2 separate regions of the Hordeum vulgare genome follow, and region 2 is linked to region 1. Evidence: chromatin contacts called from public Hi-C data. All regions are on one chromosome and are shown on one strand. Each heading gives the region's core, a stretch centred on a gene start, on an enhancer-like site or on the middle of the called end of the contact. The rest is flanking DNA. Distances are from core to core; before and after follow the strand shown.

What was found. A called contact is a pair of places that touch in the nucleus more often than the background predicts.
Region 2: a Hi-C map of leaf shows a contact between it and region 1, with 4 times the contacts expected there. The contact joins the promoter of LOC123404301 here to the promoter of LOC123404818 in region 1. A contact is called at or near these places in 3 of 6 Hi-C or Micro-C datasets (leaf and seedling) and 1 of 1 datasets of contacts at active chromatin or transcription factors (embryo).

The regions. Positions count from the first base shown.
Region 1 is chr6H:455,596,688-455,599,389 of MorexV3_pseudomolecules_assembly, reverse strand. LOC123404818 reads left to right here and starts at 1,345. Exons shown (of 3, transcript XM_045098764.1): 1 at 1,345-1,508; 2 at 2,286-2,468. The coding sequence starts at 1,446.
Region 2 is chr6H:455,938,488-455,941,189 of MorexV3_pseudomolecules_assembly, reverse strand. LOC123404301 (phosphoribulokinase, chloroplastic) reads right to left here and starts at 1,308. Exons shown (of 5, transcript XM_045098226.1): 1 at 593-1,308; 2 at 254-338; 3 at 83-167. The coding sequence starts at 1,140.

The DNA of each region.
Region 1 (2,702 bases), core at 96-2,595:
TTATGATGCCATGGTACGTCATAGGTTTTAAAAAAAAGGAAGACCTGAAATTTTGTTAGTGGCTAATCTTTGATAAGATCCGCTTAGTCCATGTTACTTTGTCTCCTCCTTTCCTCTTTATCTTTTAGGAAAACAAAGATATTCTATACACGAAGAGGATGCTGAGGCATACAAAGAAGCAGGAGAGGCCGCTCGACGGAGTGAAGCTGCTCATCAAACGATAGATGTCGCCCTCAAGTACAACCCCAACTACCATTACCAGTTCTACCCATGCCAACCATGGCCCTAGACCAAGTTAGGTCAAAATCCTAAGCTTGGGAGAATACGTATTATCATCGAATTTGCATTCATGTATCACACATTCATTCCAATTGCCGGTGTTCATCGTTTTCATCGTATATCCATGTTCAGTATTTATTTTCCTTTCTCCTTGTGTGTTTGAATTTCTTTTTAAATCTAAAAATATTTCACGTTCTTTCGGTTTTGCTTTTTTGTTGATCTAGTTTGTAGTATTAAAAGAAAAACTAAAAATATTTCCTATTTTTTGTTTATTGGGAGTTTTTTCATTTCTTGTTTTTCTTCTATTCTTTCATTTGCTTCAGTCATGCATGTGATCATGTGTTAATAAAAATCATGCATGTGGTCATAAGTTACAACTTGTGCACTAATCTACCAAACATTTCAATATTTTTTGTATGGGAATAAACAGTATATACATTGGACACTTAGAACATATTTATGTAGATCATGTTACACATTTTTTTATTAAAATAGCATCCCGTTTACTTTAATCCAATAGTTTCTTATACATCATTTTGTCAAATGCTTTATATGATTTATTGTTTTATAATATGAACTGTGAGCAATCCTAAATTTGTTTCTGCAATAGGTTTATTCTTTAGCATCTATTTATGCATATGTCCATCATATTTTCCGCACCAAGCGTGGGCCATCATTTAGCTTACTAAAGTGTCTCATCAGAGGAGCGAAGTGTACAGATTTGATAAATCTAAACGTTAGTCCTATCCTCTGGGCCTTACTTCCGTGCAAAATCGTCAAAAAATATTGCTTTTCTCAAAATCAGATGATAACATTTAGATTTATCGAAGATATTTATTACTCCATCCGTTGGATTTTATAAGAGGTTTTATACAGCTTGATTTGTGCTGCTTTGTTAGGTTTCTTCGATTTGATGTACTATGCGTAATTAATTAATACGTACTTCAATTAATTAATGAAGTCTGAGAGGAACGAGAGTACCCCACTTTCCCAATATCACCAATCCGTCGCATTCGTGTGCAGTTCGGCGATTTAAGCCAGATGGGGAAAAAAGGAGGTGGCTAAAGCCACTCCGACAGGTCAATCACTCGATCGATCAGCGCTCCCCTGGACAAGAAAAGCTCGGAAGCTTCGAGCCAGGGCGGTTGGCGGCAGCCGCGGGGACGATGGTCGGAATCTTCTCCAGGTTCTCCTCCGGCGCCGGCCACCGCCGCGCCAAGAGCGCCGTCGTGAGCTCCCCCTTCTCCTGCTTTCTTGTCTCCTGTCTATCGTGCCCGTCCTTTCTCTATTCCTACTTGCTCCCTAGTTTACCTGCCCAGAGGAGAGATCTGCCTGTATATATACGATATGTAAAGGCTGCGTTGTTTTAGCTCTACGAGGTCGCGGAAGTTTCAGATTCGAGCTAGTATTTCGATTGATCTCGTATTCGTCCCATGATGGGTGGATGGTGCGGTCTCCAACACACGGTAGCTCCTCCCCTTTCCTCATCCAGTTCTTCAAATTAGGATTCCTTTGGGGATGATTTATGCTTTTAGCTTAGTTTGTTTGGTAGGATTCGAGATAGATTTGAACCTACTGTATGCTTGCTCTGCTTGTTTGCATGGATTATTCAGCCAAGAACCGGCGTCGGGTTTCGATTTCACAATCTCACCATGATGTGGGTGCAGTATGGGAGAAGAATAGGAAGTCGAGAACTTCATAGCATAACATTCTTTGTTGATTCCTCAGACAAAAAAGAACATTCTTTGTTATCTTAGGGAAAGCTTCGATATTTTTAGGTATACTAATTGTAATCCAACCTTCTCAGCCAAATTTGTGGGAATTTTTGTATTACTCGGTTAGTGTTCTTGATCGATTTTGCATGTCCAAGAGCAGTTCTTTTTTGTGGGAATTTTTGTACTACTCAGTTACCTCTTGGCTGTCTTGCCCAACTGCTCTAGTGAGCTAGTAACAGTTTTGGGAACTGAAATTGATACTAATTTAACGAATTTGTTATGATGGAGCAGGAGGTTGTGGAGACATTGGCGCCCAACATGGAGACTGGGGAGTCTGACCCGGCAGCTGATCCTGGAGATAGCCCACACGGCATTGAGGTCGGCATCGAGTTCAAGCCGGTGGAGCACCCTGTGGAGCCTGTCAACCTTGACCAACCAGTGAAATGCCCGCTTCCTGAGCCATCAATACTGCATGTAAGCCATCCTCTGTCTTGTTTATGAATGATTGCATGTTTGTAAGTATGTGCTATGCATGTAGTCCGCTGCCAAGTAGCAAGAACAGCCAGAGGGTGATATGGCTAACACAAAAAACAACCATGGTAGCGGACGTGTGTAGCAGAAATACAGCTATGATGACATGCTGGCTCTTACATATACTCCGGACAAAGTAGCGACACTTTAAATTTGGTCAAAGTAGCGATACTTTGA
Region 2 (2,702 bases), core at 59-2,558, 340 kb before region 1:
GTGGTGAGTTTACATGCCATCTTTTATTTATTTTTGGTTAATGGAAAACACTTGTTGTGATTAGTTGGTAAAAAGGCAGTACCAATAAAGGCATCAAAATCAGGTTTCCTGGCTTCGATGCTAGCCTTGATGCTTTCAAGACTGTGCCCACGCTCTGCCATGTCTCTCTGCAAAAGTGCCGGTGATTGTTTTTTAAAGATAGATAACAGCAAGAAAATCCATTGAAACATCTAAACCTTGCTGTTCAGCTCACCTGAATTTTCCATGCGAACTTAACCTCATTGCTGATGTCTAAGTAGATGCTGAAGTCAAGGAGGTCTCTCACACGTTCGTCATACCTGGTTTAAAAAATTCTGCTTGTTACAGCTTGCAAAATGATCATGCTTATTTAGTCGGGAAATACTGCTGGCTGTTAAGCATCAAGGAATTGAATATTTTGTAGAGACTTAAACAGAAGTTGCTGCTGTGATTCAAAATATTTTATGATAACGACTTACCCAACAGCTACTGGAATATGATGAAGAAAGAGAGAAAAACAGACACCAAATACTGCAACAGATGGGAGAAGCATGGGGGTAGAATGTGAACTCACATTGGGTGCAAACCCTCGATGACGAAGATCTTGGGGGGCTGGATGAGCTCCGCCGGGTCGAGGAGGCCAGTGACGTGGTTGTAGATTGGCTTCTCAATAGCCTTGCCTTCTTTGATTGCCTTCACTTGCTCATACATGAGATCAAAGTCGTTTGCCTTGGGGTCCAGGGCAGTCACACCTTTCTCCTTCCTCCCGGTTCTGTCCAAGGAATGGTAGTCATCAAGGCATATGACCGTCGTCGTGTCGCTGATGAGCGTGTTCGAGTCTGGGTTGCCGCCCTTGGGTGGCTCTGCAGCACCTCCAAACACGCTGGTGAGCCGGCGCATGAAGGTGGATTTCCCACATCCCGAGTCTGCTGCCAGGCCAATCACTATTGGCTTCTCAACTGCGCATGAGACCTGGAAGGTCCTTGCTCCATGCCTCGTGGTACTCCTCCTGCTGCTTCTGGTTGTGAAGAGGATGACTTGGTTCTGCCTGAAGCCTGAGTTTGGGATGGTGGTGCATGGGGAGCGCAGGGATGTGGTGGTGTGTGGGCTGCAGAATGCCATGTTTGCTGCCCAACCTCTTGGAGCTGCTCTTCTCCCCTTCAAGCCTTGTAACTGAGGCTTGAGGAGAAGAGAGAGCTTGATGAAAGAACTGTGGAGATAAGAGCTAAGAAAACATAAGGAGGGAAATGAGATGGTGATGATGTGGTACCCCTATTTTCCTTCTTTTTTTCCTTTTCTTTTCTGGTGATATCAGGGGCAGCTTATAGTGATCTGAAAATGAGTTCTTCCTACAATTCCAAACAATAGTATTTTGTCTGTATTCTTTCCCTGGACACTAACCTTTCTTACTACGAAAAGCTTCTGAGTCCATTTTATGATCATGGCATTTCCTGGTGATGTTTTTAAACCTATATTGGTTAGAATATAAACTTGCTAGTGCTCTTTGCTGAAAATTAATTTGCTTGTTGCTTGTTTGGTAGCTGCCAAATACACGAGAGATGCACACTTAAAATTCCCGTATACGTCGTTTACGATTTAATGTCCTGCGGTATACTTGTGCCTGTTTTGTCTTTACTAACTAGTTGGTGCTTGAATTATGATGGCCAGAGACGCTTGGAGGAAAGCTTGGTGGTGGTTCCATGGATCTAGATATGGTTGTGCCACGTGGCAGAGCTGGGATGGCTGGATGTAGATGAGGTAATGGAGGCTGGAAATTGATCGCCGAGAGTTGGAGAGGATATGGCTGATGCCTACTTCACCAAGCTGTAGACCATATGTACGTTTATCTTTTTCCAGAAGCAGTCCATGTGTCAGCGTGTGGCCACAGGTATGTGCCATGTCAGCATCCCCAAGTCATTGGATGGCCAATGGCCGTACGAGACATTCCATAGCATATACGCATTAAACTGAAGAAACAGTTTTCACATGCACCCTCCAAGTAGAATTCCTTTTGACTCCTTCGAGGAACATAAGTCATAGAACCATAACTCATTGTGTTTTTTTAAACGGAGGCAAAAGATTTACTTCATCGATTAATTAAGCAGAAAAGAATTACGCAGTTAATTAATGAAAAACGGATGAAAACCGAAACCATAACTCATCATTGATTAGAGGAAAATAGAGGCACATCCATGGACAGAGTAAGGCGAAGGAATCGGGAGTGGCTACTCTGAGCACAGGCTCATCTACACCTACATATGAACAGTAAAATCGTAATAAACAGCAAAAAGTTTAGAATAATTAGATTTTTTTACACCCAAGATGCTTGAGCGTGCAAGACACGTGCAAAATTTCATGTTGTCAGGACATCTGAGGAAGTCATGAAAAAAAAGACGCTCAAAGAAACTTTGGAAAACTGCACTGACTAGACCTGATTTTTTTTGCATGACCTCCTTAAATGTCATTTTTGCACAAAAAATTGCATGCTCCTAGAATGGACGACAATACCCTATAAAAAGAATGGATGAAGAAAAACAGTTTTTTTGCTATTTTTCTGAATTTACTGTTCATTCAAAGCATCTTAGCCTGAGCACCTTTGTGGATTACCGTAATCTATATCATTTTCCGCTGCACATTAGTACAGAATCAAGCAACGTAACAAGTGTAAATCGCTGGAGACGAGA